5 separate regions of the Mus musculus genome follow, and all the other regions are linked to region 1. The links are chromatin contacts, called in public HiCAR-type, HiChIP or PLAC-seq and promoter capture Hi-C maps. All regions are on one chromosome and are shown on one strand. The core of a region is the stretch at or near the end of the contact, and the rest is flanking DNA. Distances in the headings are between cores, read along the strand shown.

Region 1 (2,700 bases), core at 51-2,550:
CAAGCTTCGGGCAGAGAGCAACTTTGGGGTAGTTATAGGACTTCTAAGTCTGGCAATCAAAACTACCTGCCCCATGCCTACTTTGAGGGTAGCCAGGCTACTGGAGAATTGCGTCTATGGAAAAGTAAAGAGAAATGAACCGTTTCCTACACTTCTTTCACACGCAACCCATCTGGGTCCTGTACCCTTTTCTCCCATACCCGGACAGAGTCTCTCTGTACATCCCCAGCACCACTTAAGTATTCTGGGTTCCCGGGGGATCAGCTATATCCCTAGCTCCTGGTCTTGGACCGGCGAGGAGCTCCCGAGTGCAGCTCCCCAGAGGCCGGGCAGCATCCTTTCTCAGCGCGCCCATTCCGCAGATGGGTTAAAGAGAGTCTCTCTTCCTTACTCCCTGTGCTGCTCCCGGGACGGCTCCCGCAGACCCACCCGCCACCTGCACCCCAGACATCCGCAAGAACCCAGGAGGGGCCTGCAGAGACCCGCAGGGTGGTCCGCCAGACAGGGGGGACCCCTTTCTCCTTACCTGTGATCACTGCTGGAGACTTCTGGCCACCCTCGGCTCGCAGCCACACTTGCAGTGTAAAGGCGTCGCGGGGTAGCTCCAGGTCGGCCCGGAGGCGCAGCTGCTCCCCTCGCCCGCTGAAATAGAGCGCCCGGCTAGGCGGGCTCGGCTCCTCGGCGCCCCTCGCCGCCCGCTGCTGCCGCCGCCGGGGGACGCGCACGGCTTCCCAGGCACCGCCCGGAGGCGGCGGCGGCGAGGCGCGGCGACCGCGGGCCGCCCGGGTGGCGCAGGTGGCCGGTCCAGCGGCGGGGCGCGGGGGGCGCACGGCCCGAGGGTCTCTTCGGACCCGGCGGGGGCGCTCGGCCAGCCCGCAGCCCAGCGCGGCGCTCAGCAGCCCCAGGCGCAGCACCCAACTCCAGAGCCGCATGTCCGACGGTCCCCCCCGCCCCCCCTGCGCCCCTGCACCGCCGCCCGGAGCTGCCAGCTTTAGCTCGCACTACTATTTGCCTCCTTTCTCGTGCGAGCCCCCCTTCCACTTGCTTTTTTCTTTTCTTTCTCGCTTTCCTCCTCAAGGTGTGTGCTCCACTCCCCCCACCTTTCAAAAATACAGTCCAACTCCTCCTGGTTGGCAATTAATTTCTCTCCCCGCTCCTTTATCTGCCTTATCCCCCCTTCTAACAGCTGGATGCCTTCCTCCTTGTTTTATTTCATTTTATTTTATATATTTCTAGCTCTTAAAAAAAATCTCCTCTAACACACTGGTCGGCTGAATTCCCTCCCTCCCCCCAAGATGCTCTCATTTATTTATTTTTTGCGTCCTTTATAACACAAGCCACAGCCCCCTTCTCCCCCCCGCCCCCTCCCCTCCCTCCTTCTTCACGAAATGAAAGGAAAGAGGGGGAAAAAATCCCTTAGAAGACGAGTAAACAAGCGTGTGCTAATCTGTTCGCCAGCACTCCACCTTCCCAATTGAATGAGTCCCTGTTCAAACTGCGGGGATCATGACCAATCAATCGGTTTGGAGAGGCCGATCCACCCAGCCTTCCTCTACTTTGCCGTTTGTCTCCTTTCCTTCGGTTCAGCTTCTCCACCCCCTCTTTCTTCTTCTACTTCTTCTGTTTTTAAGAAGACAATCTTAAAGTAACAATTTAATGAAATTCTGTACACACCCCCTTACGGTCCTCCCTGCTCTTCGCATTCCGACTCAAAACACACGTTCTGGTTTGTTTTGTTTTGCTTTGCTCCCTTTACCCCCGCCCCTTATTTTTATTTTTTATTTTGCCTCGTGGCGGGAGAGAAAAATCTGTCTTTCAGGGTCTCATTTGCCCTTTGCTGTTACATGTCTCTCTTTTCACAATACACAAAGCGTTGAAACTTGATTTTCAGATTCTTTTTCATCTTCTCTGCCTCCCTCCCTCTTTCTTTCATTCTCCCACTTTTCTTCTTGTTCTCTGTCCCCCTCCCTTCACCTCCCTCTCCCATTTTTCTCCTCCTTGCTCTCTCTGTCTCTTTTGCCTTTCTCCTTCTCCTCTCACCACATTTTCTTAAAGTTATACTGTAGTAAGTTGGTTCTCTCTTCCCTGAGACCCCAATGCTAACCTTCGCGCTTCAGCATACCAAAGTCAATTCCCAAATCCGTATAGATTGAACAGAGCATCAGAGAACTGTTTGCAGGGCATCTCCCTTGGAGATACAGTGGACCAGTGCTATGTCCCCCATCATTGCCCCTGAACAATCCTACATCATTCAGTTGACTGTTAGATATACTTTTTGTTGAATATAAATGGTAGGAAAATATGAATTTACCCAATTTCAGCTTAAAAACAATCCAAGTTCTCCTAATGTTGGCCAAGCACAGGTAAGCAGGTAACAGTCTGCTGCCCCTGTGGCTCTACGTTTTGAACTGAAATATATATATATATATATTCATTCCTTTCCCCCTCTTTATGGAACTCAAAAGCTCCCCCTTATGGCAAAACAGCTCTCTTTCCCTCGAGTGTTTAATAAGTCAAAATGGGTTAGCCATGGTGGTTTAAATTTATTAGTTCTTTGCTAGCCTGTCCAAATAGTATCTCTATAAAAAGATGTCATTCCAGGTAGAATTTATGGTGGAAAACTGAGGTGAAGTTGACGCTACTAATTATTGACTTGCTCTCCCGTGGTGTTCCTATCCTACGGGCTGTTCCAGATCCTTC
Region 2 (2,700 bases), core at 157-2,656, 490 kb after region 1:
TGATTAGATGAGGTCCACTTATATTAGAGAGAATAATTTCTTTACTCAATCCACTGATTCATATGTTAATCTTATCCAAAAATACCATCACAGAAAAGCCCATAATGATGTTTGACTAAGTAGCTGGATATACACAAACAATTAATCACCATGTTCTTTCTTTCTCTTTCTTTCTTTCTTTCTTTCTTTCTTTCTTTCTTTCTTTCTTTCTTTCTTCCTCTCTCTCTCTCTCTCTCTCTGTCTTTTTCTTTTAAAATTGAGTCAGTCTCATGGTCTTACATACTCCAATCTGATTTGAAGAATTTCTATGTCTTAGAGAAATACTCTTATCCATGAATATGAGGGTATTTGAGGGAAAACACTTTAAAAACTATGAATAAACAAGCTTTAATATTCTAGTGTAAAGAGCCTTTTGTTTGCTTAAAGAAGAGAGCAACACTAGTAACCATGAATCTGAGAGTGTCGGATAGGTTTCAGGAATAGCAAGGATGTAAGAATCGTTTGCTCAGAGATGAGCACTAGAAGTAGCCATGAAATCGATAATGGATATAGCCAGAGATCAGACTACAAATGATCCAACTACAAACAATACATGGATTATGTTCTATTTGAGATGAATAAGACTTGGAAGGATTTGGGTAGGAAATTTATATAAAGTACTTTTGGAAACCATGTAAATTCAGGGTGCAAGAATTACAGTAGGAAGTTAAATAAAGAGCCTGTTATTATGATTTAGTTTTAATACATAGGAAAGGGAATGCAGACTGTCCACTCACTGATGCATGCCCTTAAATGCCCCAGTTTCAATGTTGCTTGCCACATCTACAGTTTCATCTTCCATGCAAACCTTTCCTCTGTGTCTCAGTGTGAAACATGGAAGATATCAAGATCATCAGCCACTGTGATCTTAAAGGCCAGATATTAGCCCTCAGGATTTCCCTTTGCAACATCAGAAGCAGTAGGCTTGTAAGTCTCCAAATATGTGAACCACCACCACAAGTCAACTTTGATTTAAAGCAAAGGAGCTGGCATTGCTTAAAGGTGAGGTCACTGGAACTGGAGCCTTGATGAAGTTTCTCAGAAAGAAAACATTGTGCTGTGTTTGTGTCTCCCTCACATTCCTCTTTCCCTCTCCCCTCACTTCCCACCACATGTGGGTTGGCTGTGCCTGAGGTTCCAGGGATTGAACAAAAACCATTGAAGTTTGGGCATATCAAAGAGTCTATACAAAAACCAAGCAGAACTCCCTTAACCTGAGCACAGTTCTGCAAGTGTTGATTGAAGGAGACAGAGAGGAAGCTACTTTAAGTCTTTTAGAGAAAACAACACTTGGTGTGTGCTCATGGAATTTGCTACATAATGAGGACACTGATTCTCCCTCCATGAGTCAGAGTCTGGCCACTGTAAAACTATGGAGAAAAAAATCCTCTGGGGTTTATGCATAGGCCATGCTTCCAGGTTTGTGACTATATTAACAAGCCCTGGAACCAGGATCCCAGGAAGTCAGGATCCCGGCTTTCATGATTAGCACATCCCTACAGGTCACAGGTACCTCGGGTAGATGGCTTTCATGAGTAGCACATCATTAGATGTCACAGATTCCTTGGGTGGCTAATTTTGCTCTGCTTTGGCATTAGTTGGCTTTTCTGTAAAGTTGAAACAATATGTCCTCTGCAGGGTCATTACATGCATTTGGTGCTATGGTCATAAACCCCAATGTTTCTGGCAACATAGCCCTGCCTTACTGTCATACTTTAAGCAATAATCCGATTTAAGGCTCACTCTGTGTCCATCCTGGTTCTGTTTGGAAATAGAAGAGTGCTTAGTGGAGTAAAATATGCAAAACTATGCCTTTTTTGCAAAATGAAAAATACTGACATTTTCAAATGATAGGCAATATTCCTGATTAATCAGAGGGAAGATAACACTCATACCTCCTTCCTTCTCCAGTTCCCTACCCTATGTGATGTCTTCACTGTGGTATTCACCTAATTGCTCTGAACAAAGTAAATGTTAATTTCTGTTTCATTTAGCCCTGCCATATTCAGTTCACTAGTAACCACTGCCTCTTCGATATTTTGTCCTCTTTTCTCCCTTCCAGTTTTATCAATGTTAATATCACTCAGACTTAAAGCATCCTTAGCTCTCAGGAAGCCTTCTCTCTAACACTTTCCTTATCAGCTTTCTAACCTAATCCCCAAAATGGTTAAAGATGACTTTCAAAAACATTTATCTTCTAAAGGAATCACATTCCATTTCTTTTCTAAAACCTTCAAGTCACTGGGTTTCAAACTCCTCAGCATGTCTAATGATGCTATAAGTGACCTGGTATTTCTCCACTTCAGTCATTGTACAGTGATCTCTCTAGTACGTCGCTCAGTCCCACACACATGGCATCGATGCTGTGATCACATACATATGTCAGTTCAAGGCATTTCCTGAGCTTTTCCTTGAATGTGTTGAGAAGCTCTGCCTCTAATACACTGAGTGGTTATGTCCTTCTTGCTTGGACCCTTTTCAGCTCAAACTTCTTGACCTCTACAGGGCTTCTCTGACTGCCCAGTCACACAAACACTAATTTTGCATCAGTTTCTTACTCTGCTGCCCTTTCCTTCCTTACCATCATTAGAAATTATAATGTTCCTGACGGTTGGTTTGTATCTTTTTGATGTATTTTCACTCAAATCAGAAACTCCATGA
Region 3 (2,700 bases), core at 39-2,538, 350 kb before region 1:
TCCTGCCCAATAGAGTATAGCATTCTTGGGAGAAGTGAGAACTAAAGTAGAAGGGCCGTGGTGGGGATGGGCAGTTAGTGAGGAGCAGAATCCTTAGAACTTTGTTGTTAAGAGTATCCTCATGTAGATGCTGCTGCAGGAGAATGGACAAAGGGTGAAACATGGATTCATGGACATTGCCCCAAATTGACAAGAGAATAAGAGGAAGCAATTCCAGAGGCAAAGAGATAGCATAGCACGCTATAAGAACTAAATCCCAGAAGAGTCAAGAGCAGGGAGGACTTCAAAGAGATGGAGCTCATAGACAAGGGTTGGTTTTATGGAAGACAAAGTTGATCCTTCTAATCAGAGACCACATGAAATATTAAGTAGAAATTATTGGTGATGGTAGAGCAAAGAAGAGGGGATCAATTTATCCTGTGTTTTCAGTAAAACATGAATGGGGGGGGGGAATACATGAGGTTGGAGTGAAAGAAAGCCGATTTAGGTTAAAGTACCAAAGTGTTTTGCAGTGTGTGGTCCATTTATATCTGCATCATCATGGGGAGCATGTTAATAATGGAGATGACTGTGCTGACTCCAAAGTTACTCAATCAGGATTTTTTGGGACTAGCCCTAACTGGTTTATTCTCTCTCATTCTCTCTGTCTCTGTCTGTCTCTGTCTCTCTGTCTCTGTCTCTGTCTTTGTCTCTCTCTGTCTTTGTCTCTGTCTCTTTCTCTGTTTATGTGTGTGTCTCTGCCTGTGTCTGTCTGTCCCTGCCTCTCTTCTTCCCCCCGACCCCCGTGTGTGTGTGTGTGTGTGTGTGTGTGTGTGTGTGTGTGTGTGTGTGTGAATGATGTCTATAGGTCCAGTTGTGTAGGGTAATTAGCCACATGATAAGCAAAGGTGGGAGTTAGGGAGTCTCTATTCAGATAGCACAAGCACATGACATTACAGGACGTGTAAAAACTAATGTAAATAATTACCACAGAGATACTACAGCAAGATTTGAATGCCATGTTAGGTAAGGTGTCCCAGGGAGGAGACTACAGTAGAGATGGGATTAAAACAAAGGCCTGAAGGCAGACAAGCACCGGCCTCTTTATGAACTGTTCAGTTGTTTGCCAGGGCAGGATTATGGGGTCTCCTGATCTTGTTTCTACTCCTAGCCACACAACTTTGGAAAGGTCACAGGGCCCTCGCTGCAGGAGTCATCTTGAAAAAGGGCATCTCTCCCTCCTGCTGCCTGGATTGAGCAAGAAGCTGGACACAGGGCGAGGCAGCAGCTGTGAGTCAGACTGCCCCCACACAAGCGCAGGCGCAGGCACGGGCTCCAGCTCTAAGCTTGGGGCCCCAGTTGGGATGGAAGTTCTCCCTTGCTTTCACTATCTGAAAACTGCCTGTACAGCCAAGTGTGGTTCAATGCTGCCTTGTCTCGCTGGGAATGATCTGAGCTATTCATGCCCCTGCTGTGGGTTCCATCCCCCCTTCCTCCTGTACCCTTACCCTCCCTCCCCTTATTTCCCATTTTCTTTTGCTTTCTTCTGCTTGGTGTCGTTTGGTTTCTTTTACTCTACTTTTCCTTTTTTCCCTACATCATTCTGTTATTCCTTTGAAACCTTTTCTTTTCCATGTTTTCTTATTGGCAGTGTGATTCAGGAGACCTACTTAGAACATCAGGGGGTGTCTAGGTCCTTTCAAACTCATTTCCTTTGTGCCTTAATTCCTCCAATTCCCCAGGAAAATAGTGTGATTCAAAGGTGTTACAAAGACAAGGGCCCATCAGCATTTCTCCCAGCATTGTCTATTCCAACTGTACTTTTAAAAATGGATTTTTAAATGGGATCGTTCATAGGGATCTCAGCGTTTAGCTGCTTACTAAAACTCCTCTAAAGTTGTTATAATGTCTGAATACCCTGCCTCCCCATACCAGACCAATTTGATGAGAACTTTCCGGAGAGTGTCCCAGGCTGTAGGATATTTTTTTAAAGCTCCCTCAGCTGATTATCCTATATATTAAGGTAAAGAAGCATCCCTTTACAAACAGCTGCCTTTTGTTAAGGGCAAAGAGACAAGGACACTGCGGCCCAAAAGAGGTAAAGGGTCATATCCAGAATGAGTCAGTGTGGACAGAACTAGAACCAATCCTCTTGCCATCTCTGTCCCCTTGGCCCCACATCTGAATCACCTTAAGCAAATGCCAGGGCCTCAGGAGAGCAGCCTCCTGCCTCTGCCAGGGCCTGGCGTTAGAGGAGAGCCCCAAACACAGCCCCATTAAGCCAGGCAGGGCCTTCCGGGAATCACTGCTGGCTCTGGCTTAGAAAACAAACAAGAGTTCTTTGGCTTTTGTTGGCTGCATCCTGGAGTTGGGGAGCTCAGAGGAGAGCACCTAAGGACGCAGGTTTGCTGCTCTTCTTGGAGACAAAGTGGGGCTGCCAGAAGCAAGACCAGAGACAGGTGGGCAGCGTGCAAGGGGGTGGGGGAGCTGAGGGGAGGTGTGTGAGTCAGGAGTGCATGCCTCCCACAGATGCTGCCAGCAGGCCTCCAGAGAGAATGCACCACACATAGAAGCTAATGCCTACAGGGGAGGGAATGTGGGGCCAGATCTCAGCCTGGGTGGCAGCTTAGTAAATGACTGCACCCAGACCTGCTTCCACACAGACCCTCTCAGGTGTCTCCAACCTCCAAGCCTTCTTCCTAGAGATATTGGACATGGTGG
Region 4 (2,700 bases), core at 42-2,541, 280 kb after region 1:
TTAATGCTAATAATATAAAATAAAATATAAAATATAAAAGAAAACCATCAAATATTCCATAAATAAGACAGATTCCTTTAAAATTAATTTAAGATTTTAAAAATCTTTCTCTCTTTGTGTGTATGTGTGTGCTGAATATGCACATGCATAATAGGTATTGCTTTTATGAATAATAGTGGAAAGGGTTTAGAGAAACATCTACTTAAATACATATACTTATATTTGGGATATCTACATTTAAAGTACAAATTGAATCTTGGCAGGAGTTGCACAGTGAGTTAATAGGACAACAATTTAAACTCCTACAATATTAATTTTAAAATTTTAATGACATAATGCAAGTATAATGAGTTTATATTTGAGATAAGGGTTCAGTGTGTCCTTGTTTTTACCTCCTGCAACCATTTTAAATTTATTGGTCTTTTTTTGTTGTTGAGAAAATGGTTTATCTTGGCAAACAGACCAAGTATACATGAATAAATTTGCTGTGGTTGGGTGGCATGCTCTATAAATGTCAGTTGGAACTAATTCATTAGTAGTGTTGTTTGAGTTTCTTGCATTCTTACTGATATTCTGCCTACATGTCCCATGAATCACCAAGGGAAGAATGATGATATCTCTAGTTTTGATTTCAAAGTCTCCATCTATATCTATCAGCCACTACCCGTGCATCCTGAAACGCTTTCATGTTCATGCAATAATCATCATGTTTTTTTATATGTTCAGCATATAAGTTCTCTCTTGCAATAATGTTTAAAACATGGCAAAGTGTTTTCAGAAATATATGTATATGATGGCTAGGACAACAACTAAGATATCATCACTACACTCAAGGACATTGCATTATTGAGGAGTTATAATCAAAATACATGGAAATTCTGAGTAATAAAGAATGCCTTCCATTTTGAATTAGTTCCTTTAACTAAATATTTCCATTGTATATAATAGGACTTCCAATTTTATTTTTTCTCCTATTTGTATTTGATTTTGTGCAAACCTTGAAATATATTTTATTTAAATACACTGCCCCTCCTCCAACTCCTCCCAGATCCCCTTCCCTAGCCACCCAAATTTTTATCTTCTTTTTCTACAAAAAGACTTTCACTAGAATGTAGTTGACCTACCAGGAGTCACACCCTTAAAGACAATTAGTCCCCTCTCCCAGAAGCTCTCAACTGCCAATACTACCTTGGTTAGTGATGTTGCTTCAGGTTCCCTACTCTGCTTGCTCTCTGTGATTCTGTCTGGATTGAGTTTGTGCAGATCTCATGCATGCTGTTGCAACTGCAGAGAGCTCATATTGCTACAGCACAGTGTCAAAAGCTATTTTCTTACAGTTATTCACTGTCTATGGATCTCACAATTTCTCCACCTACTCTTATTTCTTCATATGATTGATTAAACTTTGAAAAAACAAAGGATGTCTGGCAAATCATTGAGAAGAAGTGGTCCTTTCCTTTTGTTTAGGCTAGAAAATGATGTTAACCACAAATTCTTGAAGATATCACCATATTCTAACCATCCATCACCCTCCATGTACCATTCTGACTGTGTCAAATAAAGATGTTTGTAATCTTTTCTAAGTCTTACTCATCTTTCTAACCAGAGCTTATGTTTTTCATTCACCCAGAACATATTTTGACATTGTGGAAGATATTCTTCTTTGTACATATGAGCATTGCAATAGGTTAAATAGAATAGACATGGTAATGCTTGAAGATTGTTCTTGTTTTTTTGTTTGTTTGTTTTTTTGTTTTTTTCCTTTCTACATATAGTCTCTTGTAACAAGATACTGAAGGCACAAATTATTTCCTGCTTCTATCATAAACCTTAATAGTTTTTAGCTTAAAGTACCACTTGGAAAATGTGAATAGTAAAGAATATGATAGATTGCAATTAAATAAAATACAAATAGTAACATAAAAATCAGGCAGCGCAGAAGAGACAAGAAAAGAACAGAACAACTTGTGAGGTTGGTTTAGACTTTCTACAGTTACTTTAATTTTTGGAAGCTTTCCAAATATCAATTATTTACATTGCATTCACTATGTGTACAGCATTTGTGAAGATATCCATAACCGTGGTTCTCTTGGGAAGTGACTAAAGTCTGTTAAAACCCAAGAAAGTATAGTAAGATGAAATCCAGAAATCCAACCTTTCTCAATGTCCTCTCCTGTGCCTGTCATATTTCAGTGTGTTAAGTTCTTTCCATCATGCTCAGGTGTACAGACTGGTGCATAGCTTTTCATGCAGATTTTCCTGGAAATGTGATGGCTGGTAAGTGTGAGGAGTATATATAGAGGCATCAGAGTGGTTTCACAGAGGTAAGATGTTTGTAGTGACTCTTATACTTCACCTTTTTATGCATTATTTATTTAATCATTAATTTATTTGCTTATTTATGCTTTCAGCAAGTATTTATTAACTACCCATAACATGGCATACAGTTATCATTGCTTAACTTTTAGTTTAGGACACATAATAATAATTCAGAAGTAAAGAGGAAAATCAACATTGGAATTAATACAGAAATGGATTGTGATTGAAAAAGAGGAGTGTGGTAGAGTATAGTTGACTTTGGATTAAACAAATGCCAGAATCACTGGGACTGACTGAGAATGGTGGGGTATCTCAGCCTATAGGGCCAGTTGTGGAAGCTTCTTTTCCAGCTAAAGCAAAGTCCAGAAGAATGTGAAAGAA
Region 5 (2,700 bases), core at 113-2,612, 300 kb before region 1:
TTCACTGGTGAGTGGTAGAACCTTGAAGCTTCTGGATCCAGAGTCAAACTTTTATACATACTTTCTTTACACAGAGATTGAGATGGACTTTGAGGTCCTATGGCTATTGCTGAATTAGCTTCATCTGGTGTTAGAGTCAAACTTGCAACAAGATAATTAACAAGGGAGGATTGGTTCCAGGTGAAAGCATGGGACTTCTGGGGAAGCTCTAATCTTCGTCATCTAGTGGTCCTTGGAAGAGGAGGCTTTGAGCTTGGTTTTGGTAGCACTGAACATTTAGAATAGGGAAGTTTACTTCCTCAGTAGAAGAAATGGTTGAAACAGCTGCAGAAAGAGATGATATATTGAAAGAGTTCCATGTGGAAGACGATAGAAAGTTGAAGATAGTAGAAGCAGATAATTAACAAGGTTGGAGAGGCAGTTCGGATAAAGCCCTATGATGCAGGCTAGGGAACCAGTGGTGGATTCTGGGCAAGAGCGAGAAGGGAGATTTGGATTTAAGAGATATATCTGTGGTATATGACTGAGATATATGACTGAGAGATATATCTGTGGTATATGACTGATGCTGAGGAGAGTAGCCAAGTGTGTTTATAATAGTTCTGATAAGAGGCAATTACTCTGCCACTAGATCTGTGTCAGCTGATGGAAGGCAAGAGACAGATGGTGGGAATCACAAGATGTGGGATAGAGGTGGTCAGAGTTTCCTTTGGAAGTATGACAAAGAATAACTAATCACGAAGCCTTGTGAAGATGTTCAGGGTCAAGATTTGAACATTAAAATTCTGGGTTTGAATCTTGGCTCCACCACTTGACAATAACAAATGTAAAACAAATGAGGCCCAGTCCAGATTGCTACTAGTCAGGCCTTTCTGCGCTGAGAATTAGACCCTGCAGCAAACAAACAGGGCTTAAGCAAAAAATAAATATTAAAAAAAATTAAAAGCATTAAGCTTTCATTTGTTAAACAGGAATAATGCATTGTACTTTAAAAAAACCCACACGTACAATGTAAGTCAAAAGTTTCAGATAGCAATTCCTGGCATCCAGTAGGCCCTTTATTCATGTGGACTCCTTCCTGTGTTCATGACTCTTCTTTCCTGTATACATTCATAATAATCCTGTCTCCTTTCCTCTCTCCACCCAGTTCATTCTTTAACTGCCCAACTTCCCTCTCTCAGCCCTCTTTCCCTGGGATGCCAGAAATCAAATAACATTCTTTGCGTGTTTGTTCCCCAGCGCCTGGCAGCCTTCCCATAGACCCCTGGCTGGGTCAGGAGTGATTTGCATTAGCATGTGCAAGGCCAGTGCAAAGGGGAGGGAGAGGCCCTGTTTACAGGGAATTTCATCAGGTTCTCTAGCCAGAAAAAGGAGAAGTGAGTAGTTCTTTCTCGGAAACATTCACAGATTAGGACAAGCCCAGAAGGCTCTGGGAGCTGTCCTGCCAGTGGGCAGGTTGTGGGTGAGTGGGCTAGAGGTCTAACTTCCCAGGGCTGTATGCAAGTCCTCTCACCCTTATCATAGGCCATGAAATTAGTATGCTTAAATTGCTCTTTCTCAATCATATCTAAGCCCCATAACAGGTTGAAGAGGCACTGCTCAGAGTAAGGAAGCCACTCAGAAGCCACAGGAGAAATAAACAGGAGGTTTTCTGGTTTCTTGATGGGTATGAAATCCACAAAAAATATCCTCAGGGAAAAGAAAGTAGAGGTGGTACCCACAGGCTTGTTTTGTGTTTGTCTTAGCTTTAATCTTGTGAAATTTTCCATATTATCTGTCTTAGCATCATAACATTTTCCAGGAATCTCAGTACCCTGGTAAACATCTAGATAGCCAATGGCAGGCCAAAGGAACAAGGCCCCGTGGTGTCTCAAAAGTAACTTTGCTAGTGTGAAGTGTGTTGCTCCTAGCCCTTTGTAGACCAACAAACTGGACTTCTGTGCTTCTCTCTGTCTCTCTCTGTGTCTCTCTGTCTCTGTCTCTGTCTGTCTCTCTGTCTCTGTCTCTCTGTCTCTCTCTGTGTGTGTGTGTGTGTGTGTGTGTGTGTGTGTGATTTTGAGACTTTTCATTTAATTATGGTACTGAGGACTGAACCCAGGGCCTTATTCATGACCAAGGAACACCCAACTACTAAGCTAGCCTCTTTTTGTTGTGTTTATTTGTTTTTTAAATAGTATTTCCTCAAGTAGTCCAGACTGGCATTTAACACAATCTATAACATATTGTGAACTTTCTATCCCCCTGCCTCAGCTTCTGAGTAACTCGGGTTCTAGGCCTATACCACAAGACTTCACCCCCAATTTTCTCTTTTATCTCCCCTGGTTCTTCTCTGGTATATTTTTATCCGTAAACAAGACATTATGCTTCTATTTCATATTAGTGTCGTTATGGATTCCCAGGAAAAGAATTAACAGTTTGAAATGCAAGTTTGTAAAATGTCCTTTCCACACACTAGACACCATTCCAAATTCTTCCCACAAGTTAGCCTTACCTAGACCTTTCAATGTGGACATCATTGCCAGTTCATAAATGAGAAAATTCAACCCCAGAATGTAAAAACACTTGAAAAAGGTCAGTATCAGAGCTAGGATTTGAACTCAGCAGACTGGCTCCCAAGGCCAAGTTCCCAATAACTAACTAAATAGCCCAGAAACTTAGGATACCCAAGATATAAGATACAACTTGCCAAACGCATGAAAT

What was found. Promoter capture Hi-C pulls out the DNA fragments that hold promoters and counts their contacts. HiCAR-type assays count read pairs that join an accessible place to other places. HiChIP or PLAC-seq counts read pairs in DNA pulled down with a chosen protein or histone mark.
Region 2: an H3K27ac HiChIP or PLAC-seq map of embryonic fibroblasts shows a contact between it and region 1, with 5 times the contacts expected there. The contact joins the enhancer-like site here to the promoter of Pappa in region 1. A contact is called at or near these places in 3 of 39 promoter capture datasets (the 3T3-L1 cell line and hippocampal neurons), 2 of 484 Hi-C or Micro-C datasets (adipose-derived mesenchymal stem cells and embryonic fibroblasts) and 2 of 115 datasets of contacts at active chromatin or transcription factors (craniofacial prominence and embryonic fibroblasts).
Region 3: an H3K27ac HiChIP or PLAC-seq map of the NIH/3T3 cell line shows a contact between it and region 1, with 5 times the contacts expected there. The contact joins the enhancer-like site here to the promoter of Pappa in region 1. A contact is called at or near these places in 15 of 39 promoter capture datasets (the 3T3-L1 cell line, 3T3-L1-derived adipocytes, the HPC-7 cell line and 10 more), 14 of 484 Hi-C or Micro-C datasets (3T3-L1-derived adipocytes, brown adipocytes, cerebral cortex and 9 more) and 15 of 115 datasets of contacts at active chromatin or transcription factors (the NIH/3T3 cell line, cardiomyocytes, craniofacial prominence and 12 more).
Region 4: a promoter capture Hi-C map of the 3T3-L1 cell line shows a contact between it and region 1, with 7 times the contacts expected there. The contact joins the enhancer-like site here to the promoter of Pappa in region 1. A contact is called at or near these places in 5 of 39 promoter capture datasets (the 3T3-L1 cell line, 3T3-L1-derived adipocytes, embryonic stem cells and 1 more), 1 of 15 datasets of contacts at CTCF or cohesin (the NIH/3T3 cell line), 11 of 484 Hi-C or Micro-C datasets (the C2C12 cell line, adipose-derived mesenchymal stem cells, brown adipocytes and 5 more) and 1 of 9 other capture datasets (embryonic stem cells).
Region 5: a contact with region 1 is called in a HiCAR-type map of astrocytes, with 2.2 times the contacts expected there. The contact joins the enhancer-like site here to the promoter of Pappa in region 1. A contact is called at or near these places in 8 of 39 promoter capture datasets (the 3T3-L1 cell line, 3T3-L1-derived adipocytes, cranial neural crest and 3 more), 4 of 484 Hi-C or Micro-C datasets (Sertoli cells, neural progenitor cells, reprogramming fibroblasts and 1 more), 5 of 115 datasets of contacts at active chromatin or transcription factors (astrocytes, cardiomyocytes, embryonic forebrain and 2 more) and 1 of 9 other capture datasets (embryonic stem cells).

Annotation. Positions count from the first base shown.
Region 1 is chr4:65,122,774-65,125,473 of GRCm38.p6, reverse strand. Pappa (pregnancy-associated plasma protein A) reads right to left here and starts at 1,300. Exons shown (of 22, transcript NM_021362.1): 1 at 527-1,300. The coding sequence starts at 932.
Region 2 is chr4:64,634,132-64,636,831 of GRCm38.p6, reverse strand. No RefSeq gene overlaps it. Among named protein-coding and RNA genes, the nearest start is that of Gm23950, 190 kb to the right of the region's middle. Within about 2 kb of position 1,406, at least 45 of the 459 cell types and tissues checked have an H3K27ac peak or open chromatin away from gene starts, as enhancers often do. A contact at or near this core is called in adipose-derived mesenchymal stem cells and embryonic fibroblasts, where this site is marked.
Region 3 is chr4:65,475,934-65,478,633 of GRCm38.p6, reverse strand. All of the region lies in intron 19 of Astn2 (astrotactin 2), which reads left to right. Among named protein-coding and RNA genes, the nearest start is that of Trim32, 130 kb to the left of the region's middle. Within about 2 kb of position 1,288, at least 96 of the 459 cell types and tissues checked have an H3K27ac peak or open chromatin away from gene starts, as enhancers often do. A contact at or near this core is called in 3T3-L1-derived adipocytes, the NIH/3T3 cell line, brown adipocytes and 7 more, where this site is marked.
Region 4 is chr4:64,840,197-64,842,896 of GRCm38.p6, reverse strand. No RefSeq gene overlaps it. Among named protein-coding and RNA genes, the nearest start is that of Pappa, 280 kb to the left of the region's middle. Within about 2 kb of position 1,291, at least 2 of the 459 cell types and tissues checked have an H3K27ac peak or open chromatin away from gene starts, as enhancers often do.
Region 5 is chr4:65,419,408-65,422,107 of GRCm38.p6, reverse strand. All of the region lies in intron 20 of Astn2 (astrotactin 2), which reads left to right. Among named protein-coding and RNA genes, the nearest start is that of Trim32, 180 kb to the left of the region's middle. Within about 2 kb of position 1,362, at least 93 of the 459 cell types and tissues checked have an H3K27ac peak or open chromatin away from gene starts, as enhancers often do. A contact at or near this core is called in Sertoli cells, astrocytes, embryonic stem cells and 3 more, where this site is marked.